Linked DNA regions of Mus musculus: regions 2 and 3 are each linked to region 1. A link is a contact called in public Hi-C data. All regions are on one chromosome and are shown on one strand. The core of a region is the stretch at or near the end of the contact, and the rest is flanking DNA. Distances in the headings are between cores, read along the strand shown.

Evidence for each region. Hi-C and Micro-C count contacts between places; a contact is called where the count stands out from the background.
Region 2: a contact with region 1 is called in a Hi-C map of cerebellar granule neurons, with 4 times the contacts expected there. The contact joins two enhancer-like sites. A contact is called at or near these places in 3 of 484 Hi-C or Micro-C datasets (cerebellar granule neurons and cerebellum).
Region 3: a Hi-C map of cerebellum shows a contact between it and region 1, with 2.0 times the contacts expected there. The contact joins two enhancer-like sites.

Annotation. Positions count from the first base shown.
Region 1 is chr10:37,399,711-37,404,304 of GRCm38.p6, forward strand. No RefSeq gene overlaps it. Among named protein-coding and RNA genes, the nearest start is that of Gm31330, 35 kb to the right of the region's middle. Within about 2 kb of position 1,836, at least 37 of the 459 cell types and tissues checked have an H3K27ac peak or open chromatin away from gene starts, as enhancers often do. A contact at or near this core is called in cerebellar granule neurons and cerebellum, where this site is marked.
Region 2 is chr10:37,905,536-37,910,129 of GRCm38.p6, forward strand. No RefSeq gene overlaps it. Among named protein-coding and RNA genes, the nearest start is that of Gm46220, 150 kb to the right of the region's middle. Within about 2 kb of position 2,391, at least 9 of the 459 cell types and tissues checked have an H3K27ac peak or open chromatin away from gene starts, as enhancers often do. A contact at or near this core is called in cerebellar granule neurons and cerebellum, where this site is marked.
Region 3 is chr10:37,810,784-37,815,377 of GRCm38.p6, forward strand. No RefSeq gene overlaps it. Among named protein-coding and RNA genes, the nearest start is that of Gm46220, 250 kb to the right of the region's middle. Within about 2 kb of position 1,693, at least 59 of the 459 cell types and tissues checked have an H3K27ac peak or open chromatin away from gene starts, as enhancers often do. A contact at or near this core is called in cerebellum, where this site is marked.

The DNA of each region.
Region 1 (4,594 bases), core at 586-3,085:
TTCACTCTGCAAAGATCTTATGTGGCAAAAAGGGGCACCCATTTCTTTCCAGAAAAGAAAGAAAAGGTAATGTCTCAGTCCTGGCAACAGTTAATCCATGGGATAAAATAGTGTTTGAATATATTTCTTCCTCTAGGAAATATATTGACTCACTGTTCTTAAAAATTATTAGTTTGTTCTGTATAGTTTCATAAATTTTTAAAATAACTTTTCAGGTTTCTTCTTCCAGTATTTGAATTCCTCAAAGAAGCACAGATCTTTCTCCTATCACTCCCAACCCTTTCCAGTTTCATGATTGAACATTTTTACATTCAGTAGGGGAAAAAATGAACCTAATATTATAATGATTACATATCCCATGTTCTCATACACAGGTAATAAATACAGAAATCAAGGATAAGATGCTGTTAGTCACTTTTAAGTGCTTTCCCAGTTTGAAAGATTTTATGCACTCATAGAAATGTTTTCCTTTCTGCCTCACTGGGTTGCACTTTTGCTTTGATATCTGAGAAAGACGAGGAGGGTAATGAAATATATCTCTTGAGCCAAGAAACTAGAGAAAAATCATAATTTTAAGAAAAAAATGGTGGCGATGTTTAAATAGATTACATTTCATCTGGCTGCTCTTAATTACAGCTACCCGCCCACAAGCTGTTGCAAAGGTCCCCTGGAGACAACTTCCAAGCTATTTATGGGCTCTTCAGAGGAGAAGCTATGAGAATGTCTTTTTCATGCTATTCTCTTTAAACTTTCATTTTCAATAGCCCACAATTAGCTCCCTGGAATGAGGATGTATATTGGGCTAAATATGCAGGGGTCATAATTTTCTGACCTACTTCCTCCTTCACGTCCAAATAATGTGGAAGGAATTCATTCCAGATCCTGTTTGTCTGCCGTGCTAATTCACAATGACATCTCAGCTCTCTTGATTTCAAAGCGTCCTGTGATTTTTAAAGTAGCAATTTCCTATTTGAAGGAATCCATTACCGTGCCAACAGGAATGTTGGTTGAGTGGAATTGCTCTCTCCACTAGTCAGTTACATGAAGAAAGTTTAACTTAGGGATGAGCAGATAGACAAAGGGTAGGCAATATTTTAATGTGGAGAGAAGAAATTGGATTGTAAAAGGAAGTTGGGCATATCTCCCTTGAAGAATGTCCTTTACTGACAAGACTGATTTTGTTAGTTTTCTCGTTCTGCAGATTACTATGAGAGTTTTATGTTTATCAGAAAATCCAAACTGGTAATTTCATTTGCGTGTGGCTCCCTTCCAAATAAGAAATATCTTTGTTTTGTTCACTATTTTTTTAGGGTAAAATTCTGCATCTTCCTCTTGGCACCATATGTCCATTTGAGAAGTAGAGGGTTTCTAAGATCCCTCCAATGGCCTTTGTGTCTGCCAGAGGGCAGCATGTAACACTCTCCCATCTGGCATGAAAGTTACCACTTGGCTGCCACCTGTACTGTGCTGAGGACTCCTGTCACTCCTCCACCATCCAGGGCTGTGGGACTCGAGTCCCTTCAGCCTTCTCCTGCCTGCAACTTCTCCTCCAGTGACAGATGTTGGGGTGGGGAACACATGGAGAGCCAAGCATTTCCTATTACCAGTTTGGCAGAGATTCAAATTCTTCTCCATCAACAAAATATAAGCATATTGGTGATGGTTGACCCCAAGGAGAGTGTATAAGCATACCTGCCTTTCTCAACTACCCCTGCCCCATTCATTGCCATTTTTTGGTATACTATCCTTTTAGATTCATATTGTCCATAAAGCTTCCCATCCCCTCTCCTTTCTGAAGAGGTGTGTGTGTGTGTTTCCTTCAGTAAAGAGGAGAGCTGATTCATGCTGTCTTTAATCAGTTGTGCTTCAGTGCTTGCTGAAGTGCTGTTGGTCTCTGGACATGGAAATCTTTGCCTATTATGCTATTGCAGTCTGAGTACCAAAACAGAACCAGTAGGCCCAATACACACAAAGACTAACAGGAAAATAGGCTGCAAATGTGAATAGCTTTGATCACCATAATGAAGAGAGAATAGCTTAGGAATTCTAAACTCATGTTAGTTTTTGAGTTAGAAATGATCTTAGTGTTATTTATTTTACAAATAGTGAAGCTAGAGGCATCTTGTAGCTTGGTTATACATTCTTTATAAGCTTTACAAGTAAACTGATATTCTATCTAAACACATCCAAGCATTTATTGATAGAAGCGTTTGGAATATATGTAAATATATATATTGTTTGTAATATACCCTTTCAGTTTTGGTAAGGTTAGAACCAAGTCATTTCACTTGAACAAGACCACATGGATGCTTAGATGCCTTCTTAGTCACAGGCTTGAGATATCTGACATACCAAGAAAATGATAATTCCTAGTACTTGAAAGTTCGTGCCAATAGCTTTAGACAAAAATGTTCTACATAACCATAACTATAGGCTTATTTAACATGGACTTTTCTGTATTTCTTTTTAAAAATGTCAAACACTAGGTGTTAGGAATGCAGTAAGGAATCAAACAAGGTTCTTGATGTCTAAAATGAGTGGCTTGTGTTTTGATTTAATTGGCCAATGAATATAATCTTAACATAAATCTAATTTTTATTTTGCCTTTTTTCTTTTTGTTTGTTTTAATTTTACTATTTTGAAATGTAATCATTCTTACACATGTTTGTGTAGAATAGCCAAGTATATTAGTTAGAAGACAACTGGCTTTGAGTGAGAGAAAAGTGTTAAATCAATTAGATTCAAGGTGGCTTAAAAATAAAAGGAATCTATTGGCTCAGCAGTGAGAAATGCCAGCTGGAGGATGGCTTCCAGTGTAGTATAATCAGGGCTCCAGGTCTACTGCTCCCAGACTCCTACAGCTCTGTCCCATTCCACACATGTATCCTGCTCATCCCTGGCAGGCTTCTCTCATGGTTGCAAAATGAAGATGAGGAAAAATCAGAGCATGATGCAGTCTCTCTACTGTGGAGGAGAAAAAGAATATTCTTATCGTAGGATTCCAAGTAAGATTCTTGAGATGACTCAGGCTAAATTTGATTAGATCATGTGTAGACCTGAACCAATTACTGCAGAGAAAGGAACAGAATGTATAATTTGACTCAAAACCATTTTGAAGCCTAAAATTGGAGGTGGGAGCAAAACCAGAATTGGGCAAAGCAGTTTAGCTAGAGGAGGAGAAGCAGATACCTGAACCAAATCTGAATATTGTTTAAAAGTAGGAAGTGGATGCTAGACATCAGACAGCCAAACATTAACTATTTATCGAATAACATTTTAGGGTAGAGCTATAGCAGGTCTTATGGTATTGTTAGTTATTAATCATCAAAATTAGTTCATAATCTCAAAATCAGCTTCCATCAAGGAAATGTGTGGAAAGAATGCAAGCATAAACATTCAACTCCAAAAGGCCAAAAAAAAGTCTATAAAACAAACCAAAGGAAAGTAGATGAAAAGATCTAATAAAAAGAAAAGCAGAAATTCATTAGTGAAAGAAAAGAACAATTCCTCTTTAGGGCCATGTTAGGTGACTTTCTTCAAAACCAACTTTGTCCACTGAGAAAAACTCAAGTGACCTGAATAACAATAGCAGCAACAGCCCACTCTGAAGACATGGAAGAGCCACCAAGGAGTAAGGACTTAGGGGTTCAGCTCTTAGAGGAAAAGGCACCCCAGGCAGGCTTTACACTAGCAAGCTTTCCTGCTTTAAAGCACCCATCAGCTAGAAACACTGGTGGCAGGAACAAAGCTAGAGAGTTCTCAGAAGTCTTCATTGGAGGAAGCAGGGCAGAGGAAGCATTTTGCAGTCTTGACTTGCTAATGGCTCAAAGTAGAGTAGAGAACCTACAGAAGAGTTACTTTGGTAAAATCTCTCTATTTCTATTGGGCTTTTTCCCAAAGACTCACTCACACCTTCCTAGAGAGGGACCAGTTCATTCAGTGACAACCATGACAGCGTTGAGCCATCCCAACCATTTGAGAATGCAACACTCTTACTTCAATGTTCAGGCAAAGTTAAATCTCTCTGAAGACAGAAAACACTACCCAGAGCTTCAAATTCTCTTTTTATATGTCATGTTCAAAATGAAAATAGAAATCTATCCACTTAGAACAGACTTTTAGAGAAACAATTTGAACATGCTAAAATGAGACAAATCCAAATGTTGGCATTGTGTCAGATGTATGGCAGACATAGGGTGGCCATTTCAGTTTATCTGGGCCTCCTTGATTTTTGCTCTCAGATATCTAAATTTCATAGTCCTGGGCTAAAAAGGAAAGCTGGTCACTTTAAGTTTGGGAGAAAATCACAGTAATACTATCACAAAGATGTTGATTGAAAATATGCAGGATCTTATGAGAAAACCTGCATGATTTTCTGAGCCTATAAATGTGTTTTTTCTTTTTATTTACATTTTAACATTTTAATTGTATGTGTGTGTGTGTGTGTGTGTGTGTGTGTGTGTGTGTGTGTGTAGGCATGTATGTGACATGCACATGTATGCAGAACAGAGGATAACTTCCATTGTTGGTTCCTTGAATTAAACTCAGGCTCCCATGCTTGCTTAGCAAGTGCTTTTTCCACTGAGCAATCCTA
Region 2 (4,594 bases), core at 1,141-3,640, 510 kb after region 1:
CACTATATGATTTACTAATTAAAAATAGTGTGGCCATAGCTTTGTTGGTTTCCTATAGAGTCTTCGATACTGTGACATTGGGCTATTTTCATGTCAATGGTAAGCTGTCTTTGTTGGCATTGTCCTGTAATATAAATTGAGGTTCACTGGTATGATGTCTACCACTGTCTCCTTAATACTAAGGGGTACTTTATGTTTAATTCTAAATGAATCAAAAATCTTAAGGTTGAGTTACCATATGACCAAGCTACTCTACTGCTAGACATGTACCCAGACAGCCCCATAGCCTATCATAAAGATATTTGCATACCCATATTCATTGCTGCTTTATATGATGGCATGGTAATAGAATCAACCCAGGTGCCTACAACAGATGATTGGATAATGAAAGTGTAGTATATACTTATACATGTGAACATTACTTAGCTATATAATATGAGAATATAAAAATAGATGAACTGTGAAAGCAAAATATTAAGTGAGGTGGCCCAAACTCAGAAACAAACAAACAAGCATGCAAACAAATCAACACCCAGCATCTTCTTCTTCATATGCTAATCTTAGCCTAAAAAGTATACATGTATATAAAAGCATGTATAAATGTTGATATAGTATACAATAGAAAGGTCACCAAGAAAGGTTAATAGTATACTATGAGAAAGAACGCATGAGTCATGAAAGACTCATTCCTAATTCCAACACTGCAATAGTAGTTTTCCTTTGTGTAAGTATGTGTGGAAAATAATTGAATAAACTATAAAAACCTATGCTAAGCTTCATTACTTCAAACTGGTCATCCCACAGAGTTTAGAACTGGGCAACTGTTCATTAGAGTGGTTACTTTAAAATGTTTGTTTTTATTTGTGCTACCACAATAAGCACTGATTTTATTTAATAAAACATACATCAGAGGAAAACTGAAAACAAACAAACAAAAAATAAGTGTTTAATGTCTGCTTTACTCATAAGTGCTTATGTTCATTTGAAGAATTTGGTTTGTACCCTGCTCACATTACAACACAGTAGTGAATATTGGATCAAACCAAACTTTTCTTACCTTAACCTTTTACAATAGCCACTATTGTCTGCTTAGAAAACACAGCTAAGGTCTATTATTGTGTAATTATCTTATTTCAGTTTGGAAAATCTAAGAAATATTCATAAGTGAACATGTAGCCAAGAAAGAAGCTTGCACAGCTGACAGAAATATACAGGAAGTTTGTGTTGCTGACAGTGATGATCTCATCTTTAAGGTAGTTAATGAGAATGGATGTTAAGAAAGGGAAAGAAAAAATGGACAGTAACATGCTAGGAGAAAAAATTCCATGAGATTTAGTGACGATTATAGGGAATAGGCACAAAAGACGTATGAGCGGTGAAGAATTTGTTCTGTGCTTTACATTGGAAAGGTTTGTTCATTTTGAATGTTTGTGAAGCAGATCAAATAGGAGAACAGATTCTAGAGCAGCCAGTGAACTGATACACTGACTCCCATAAGAAGGTTAGGCACCCTAGGGCACAGTGGGAAGGTGTGGCTTCAATGGAATAATTAATCTTCCAACATGAACACAAATGAGATAAGCATAATTTGGTCCAGTTGACCAGACTGAAAATGTTAAGTGAGAAATCATGCAAGATATGGAAATAAGGATGGATGAATTTAGATCATGAAGACAACAGGAAAGCTTTGGGAATTGAAGAAGAGGTAGAGGGCAGGAAAAGAACTTAGCAAACTGAAACGCCAATATTTGGAATATTGAATTGTAATAAAATGGATGGTTTTCTAAATAATCCAGTGCCAAATAGTTATAATAAGTAAAACAGTCCATTGCACAAAGAGATAGATAGATTGCACCATAGGACAAAGAGAGATATCCAAGATCAACAAGTCCCCAGAAAGAAATGGTTTAGATGACTCACTGTAAGATGTTTAAGTTGAATAAAAGTAATTGATTAGATTAAGGTGCAAACCACTTCTGATCCTGCAGTTTTCAGGCAAGATAGCTAACCACCAGCATCACCAACTTATGCAAATGAAAAGAATAGCATTTTGTGTGTGAAAGAATTAGGAAATTCAGTATGAATCTGGTGGAAATTGTGCTAGTGCTATACATCATAAATGAAAATGTGCCCTTCTTTCTATTATTTTTGGAGCAAAAATATGTGTTCTCTATTTAGAAAATAAACATGTGCAAAGATGTAAGAAAGATGCCAGGTGCCCATGGCAACATCTTCTTTTAAAGGAAAAGCATTCTGAGAGATGTAGAGTACTGCTAATTTCAATTCCAGTTATTTCAAACCCAAAACAAATAAGGTAACTTCTCAACTGGCCCTATGGAACATGAGAATGCTTCAGGCTTGTTGGAATTAAGGAGCCATATGGAACTTGTAGTGAGCTTCTAACTGAGACAGATGGCTACAGAATGGAGCCAGCCTTGAGGCTGTGTAAACACCCCAGTGACCGTGAGTAGCCAATTAAGAATTGAGACAAGAGGGAAATGTCATTTCAATTCCTGTGGAAAAAAATATCTATCTGCTATACTCATCCTTGTTGCCTTTAAAAACTCATCTACATGGTCCATGGCTCTAAACTGGAGTCTGTGAAAATTTCTTCCAAACCACCCAAAGTAAGCATCCGAATTCCTGTTCTTTTCTAAGGACCACAGGGATTCAGGTTTCTGCTTCCACGGGGTGGGGGTGGGGTGGGGAATCTAGCACGTTATTAGCTCCGGTGTTGTTTTCAGTAAACCCGCAGTGAATCCTTTACCTCCTAGAATAACTATATCTCCAAGATACATTTATACTTCAGATAAACTCTAAATACTTGCCTCCTACTAATCACTCCATAATTCTGATGATAACAAAGGGAAAGCCATGGTTTCATAGGTCATGAAAAAGACTGGTTAGTGGAAAAGTAGCACAGGGTGCATTCTAAGAGAAGTGATGCACTCTGATCACAGCTGAAAATCGACTGTCTACTCACACCTGTCAGCCTCTTTCTCAAGGAAGGGCTGGCTGGTTTTGCCATCTCAAAATGAACAAAGATGACTACAGAGATGAGAAAGAAAAATGAACATATGAACATAGGATATAACACACTCATGCCAAAGCAAAGGTAAATTAAACTAATTTTCAAAAGCATCATTTAATCAAAAATTGGAAAAAGTAGTGAAGGCTAGAACAAAAATATATAGCACAGAATATGCAGGGAACCAGATAAATTACCTTCAAGTGGGGATAACATGAAGAATTTTAAAGGCAGTCTTAGATATTTGACCTTGAAGACTGGTGCTTTAAAGAGCTACTCCTTCTCTAGTTTTTGTGGACTGTATCGTGGGTATTCTGTACATTTCTTTTCTTCTTGTTTGTTTGTTTGTTTGTTTATGGCTAATATCCACTTATTTAGTGACTACATTCCATGCATGTTCTTTTGGGTCTGAGTTACCTCACTCAGGATGATATTTTCTAGTTCCATCTATTTTGCTTTCAAAACACAGGATGTACTCTTTCTTAATAGCTGAGTAGTATTCCACTGTGGAAATGAGCCCCATTTTCTGTATCTATTCTTCTGACCTGGGACATCTGGGTTGTTTCCAGCTTCTGGCTATCACAAACAAGGCTGCTATGAACATAGTGGAACATGTGCCCCCATGGCACTGTAAGGCATCTTTTCGGTATATTCCCAAGAGTGGTCCTGCTGGACCTTCAGGTAGATCCATTTCCAATTTTCTGAGGAACCTCCATAGTAATTTCCAGAGTGGTTGTACCAGTTTGCAATCCTACCAACAATGAAGGAGTGTTTCTCTTTTTCCACATCCTCACCAACATGTGCAGTAGCCTGAGGTTTTGATCTTAGGCATTCTGATTCATGTAAAGTAGAATCTCAGGGTCGTTTGGATTTACATTTCCCTGATTAATAAGGACTTTGAGCATTTCTTTAAGTGCTTCTCAGCCAATTGAGATTCCTCTGTTGTGAATTCTTGGTTTAGGTCTATACCCCATTTTTTGACTGGGTTGTTTGGCTTTTTGGTGTTTAACGTCTTGAGTTCTTCATATATTTTGGATATTATCCCTCTATTGAATGTGGGAATAGTGTAGTTTTACTCCCCAATCTGAAGGTTGGTGATTTGTCTTATCGACTATGTCCTTTGCCTTACAGAAGCTTTCCAGTTGCATGAGATCCCATTTATCAGTTATTGATTTTAGATCATGAGCCATTGGAGTTCTGTTTAGGAAATTTCCCCCTGTGCCAATGAATTCAAGGCTCTTTCCCACTTTCTATTAGATTCAGTGTATCGGGTTTTATGTTGAGGTCTTTGATCCACTTGGACTTGAGCTTTGTACAGGGTGACAAATATGGGTCTATTTTCAATTTTCTGCATACAGACAGCCAGTTAGACCAGCATCATTGATTGAAGATGCTTTCTTTTTTCCATTGTATATTGTTGGTGTCTTTGTCAAAGATCAAAAGTTTCTCTAAGTCTGTGGTTTTATTTCTGTGTTTTCAATTCTGTTCCCTTGATCAATGTGTCTGTCTCTGTACCAATACCATGCAGTTTTTTTATCACTATTTCTCTGTAGTAAAGCTTGGTTA
Region 3 (4,594 bases), core at 443-2,942, 410 kb after region 1:
GCACAATTCACATGTTTACAGGCCAGCAGGTAGACAGCAATGATCAAAGCAAATTTGGAAGAGATTAAAAGGACACTGTAAGGATAGCCACAAAATGTCAACTATGTGTGTCTATAGCCTGGGTTGTGCAGAAGACCAGTTATGGCTATGCATGACTGGGTTTCCCACATTGCCATGGAGGCCATATCTGAGAGATGTCAGTGAGGAACCATCCATTTACTGATCTTTTCCTAATCAGAAGACCAGCCTCTTCATCTCTCTCTGGCGGCTGGCTTAAGATGGAAATTTGAGCCTATCTCTTTTAATTTAAGGTCTTGACTTGGTCTATCAGACACTATGAGTTGGTCTAGTTGGCTATCTTGCAAGTTCCAATCTGTCCTCTTCATAGCTATCATTTTTGATCAGACATATCAACTGATTTAAGTTAATTAGCTAAATCCTACAAAGTTTTTGAGATCTTACTGAGTTTATTTAGCTGATATCTTTTTTTATAATTTTGATAAAGGTTTTCCTCTCCTTTAGAGAACACAAGACCCCTCAGTTTATGTGTATCAAGACAGAAATTAGCTTTTCAAGAGAACACATCTTTCAGTTGCTTCTTGAAAATATGCTTCATTAGGAGAATCTGACTTTGTTGAAAGCTGTGATGTAAAAACTGTGATCAGCAAAACATACGAAAATAATCTTCTTTTTGGCCATCAATGATTTTGACCCATTGTTTCTCTAGAGATAAATGACATGATGCAATTTTATTTTAAATTTTGATGAATTATTCTTTTTCATTTAATTAGCATCACCAGGTAGTATTGAGACATGAAATCCGGCTGAATACAATGTTTTCTCTGCCGTGTCATTAGTGAAATAGCAGGAGTGTAATCAAATGTGACCCTTATGCTTTCTTTTTCAAAATGCTGTCAACAGAACTGGCTCCTCAGTTTGCTAAGATTCATCAGTGAGAGGATAGAAAGTTGAGTGAGATTTGAAGCAATATCCTCATTAGAGTTTCTTTTAATCAGTCTCTCTCTCTGTATATACACAGAATTTAAAGGGGGAAATACAAAGCCATACCATCACAGTTCTAGCCTGATATTTATGTTTGGCTGACATGAGAGGGTACCTGAGGCCAAGGTGACATTTAAAAGAGTGGTTACCTAGTCTGTCATCTCACTTCTGCAATTCATGTGGTACTGTGTGTCACATGAAGTTATCAGGAAATGGTGTGGAAAGTACGGTTCTTACTCTCAGTAGATTGTGGGAAACCTAGGGGATTCTGACGTGTGCTTTAAAAATATATTTCAAAACTTCTAAAAGGCATGATTTCGAAATGTGATTGGCTGGCTACTGGTGATTTTCAGACTAAAAATTAATCTGCTTGCAATGAAACCCACGTGAACCACGGCCATTGGGAGTATAGAAATTAACTTGAAGACGTGCAGTTTTCCATTTTATTTATCAAGCATTCACAACCAAAACAAGGCTATTTTTTATGGTTACAATCAAGTGCCTTCATGCCTGAATTCAAGCTTCCTAAATCAGAAAGTGCCAGAAATTACACTTTGAACCTCCAAATCATTTGAGTTGAACAGTAGTGTATTTTTGGAGACCAAATGTGCTCTCATATCCTTCCAACTCTGTAAAACCAAACAAGCAGGAATGTCATTATCTGGACATCCAGTCTTCATCCCTCACAAGTGACTCTGTCTTCCAGTGACACTGTTCCCCTGCTCCAGACAGAGCAGCAACTGTTCCCCAGTGTACATTTCCATTGCATCCCCCATCTTCTCTCCCTCCCCCTCCCCTCCCCCTTTACAGCCACAAATGCTTCAACAGAAGTGGGGGAAGATCCAAAGAATCCCCTTTACTAACTAGAACTAAGATGAATTGTGTCAGAGTTCAGAGCTTCGTTGTTGCTTGGCATGAAATTACTGCCCGTGGTTTCTGCCAAGGCGGGTGTCAGCTGGTGAATTATAACAGTGGCAGACAGGACTGAGATAAGCAGAAAATACAATGGCAGCTGCTACACAGAACTATTCTTTCTGGCCTAGTGAATACAAAAATACATTGTGTAAATAAAGACAGACAGCTTCTTTATGCAATTGTCTGCTACTGTGCAACTGCTAAGGAACAAGTATTGATTCCTGAAAATAGCCCCAGACACTTGAATGCAATATGCTTTTACACGTGAGATGACTGGGTTATTAAGAAAGCAACAATAAATCTAACTTCCTAACATTAGAGTTGAACCTTCAGGTAAATAAAGTATACCACTGTGTTACGTTACATTTCTGAACTTGAGCATTTCTTCAAAGCATGTCTTTCATTCAAGTCCACAATTCTTTATTGTGTTTTGAGTGTGAAATCTAGGGCTGTGATTGAGTTTTCATCAATTATAAAATAAGTGCTGTATCAGGGCTCTTGCTTAGATTGCCACAACAAAGTGCCATCCTCTGGAATGGCTTAAACAACAGACGTTTGTTTTCTTGTGATGCTCTTGGCTGGATATACTTCATTAAGACCTGACACAGTTGGTTTCTGGTAATAGATTCTTGGCTTGTAGAACAATGCATTTTTTCTCTGTGTTATATCTGGCTTTATAGCATCTACTTACTAATCTGTTTATTTTTTGAAAGCATTTTGCTATGTGGCCCATCATTAATCACCTGGGCCAGAGCTATCTTCCTAGCTTTGTCTCCTGAATAGCTGGGACTATAGTGTGCCACCACACTTGGGTCACTTACTAAAAGGGCACTAATTCTATCAGTTTAGGATCCCATATATAAGTTTCTATGTAATTTTTATTACTTTTTTAAACTTTAATTACTTTTTTTTTGTTCCCACTTTAAACAGTCAGAGTTTTTATGTTTCTGCCCAGAAAGTTTGGTAGGATAACATGGTATTCTTTATGTAAAAGTGCCCTAGGCACACTTGATTTTTTTAAAATTTTTTTAATTTTTAATTTTTTTTTTTCGAGACAGGGTTTCTCTGTATATCCCTGGCTGTTCTGGAACTCACTTTGTAGACCAGGCTGGCCTCAAACTCAGAAATCTGCCTGCCTCTGCCTCCCAAGTGCTGGGATTAAAGGTGTGTGCCACCATGCCCAGCACACACTTGATTTTTGTTACAAATAAAACTATGTAATGAACTTGTCTATCAAACTTCTATCCAGTACTTCTGAAGATTTTAAATAGTTTTCAGTAAAATATTATCCACTGAATAACTTTACATTTAGGAATACCATATTAGAAATTAGCAGAAGAAACAAGCATTCTGTAAGGTACAGAACTCTCCAAATATAATTCATAGTCCGTATAGATCCTGCAGCCCTTGTCTGTAAGGTCAAGTCTATTTTCATAGCTATACAGAAATGATGCTTGTGGGTTTTTCTTCTGCATATTAGATAATTTCATATTTCTGTGATAAATCACAATGACCAAGGCAACTTCTACAAGACAGCACTAAGTTGGGCTCATGAATTCAGGGGTAAAGTTCTTGATGATGGAGAAAAAGCAGAGTAGCTGGAACAATTGCAAGAGCACATCTTGACCTAAAAACAGGAGATACAGTGCAGTGGAAAAGCAGAAGTCTCCTTAAACATCAGAGCCTGCCACGAGTGGCACACAGAATCCAGCAAGGCTATTTCCTCCCTATTCTTCCCCCCAAATTCTCCTAACTGGTGATCAAGTATTCAAACCTATGGGTTTATGGGGGACGTCCTCATGATGTTACTGGCACAAAAGTGATGAAGTTAAACTGCTGGCATCTAAACACATGAACTAAATGAGTGATGCCAAGCCAGCCTAGGAACTACTGTGCTAATCATGTAGCCTCAGTTTTATTACACATACACACACATGCCCACATGCCCACACAAACACATACAGGCATGAAGGTATGTGAACACACATATATGCATGCACATACATGTATACATACACAGTCAAACATACAGAAAAACACATTCATTGAACATTGTCTTCAATGAGAAAGCTAAAAATAAAATGTACTAGAGGTTTGCCCTAATGTTACTTATCTTTTTGATATTCTGTATTTTACAATAGACTGTGCAATATGTATGAACCTCTGTGCGTACTAATATAGGATGTAGAGAATGATCTTCAGAAAAAGATTTCATGAACAAGTCACAAGACACTGTTGACTACTTTTCACAAACTGAATTTTTTTTTTTACTTGAAAGAACACTGGACAAACAAATTGTCATTATTCACATGGGCATTTGACTAGGAATTTCCTCAAAAATTAATGAAGGGATTATGTCACTGCAAGAATAACTCAGTTTATTTCCACTGACGTCATTTTAATTTTCAACTTCAATTTTGAATTCTGGAAAATTCCATCCACCACTGTAGCTTGAAAGTGCTTCAAGACTTAGTGATGTTAACAAAAGTGATTTTAAAAAGTATTATGCAATGCACTATATCCATATTTAGAAACCACAGCAGGCAGTAAGCCAATAGTTCCCATATGATCAATGTTTGATGTTATAAAACCACTAGTGTGCAATAATGGATTTCAAAGTAACAAAGTTCAGGAAAATTCATGAGTACGGTTTCAAGTCTCTCTTATAATGAAGACA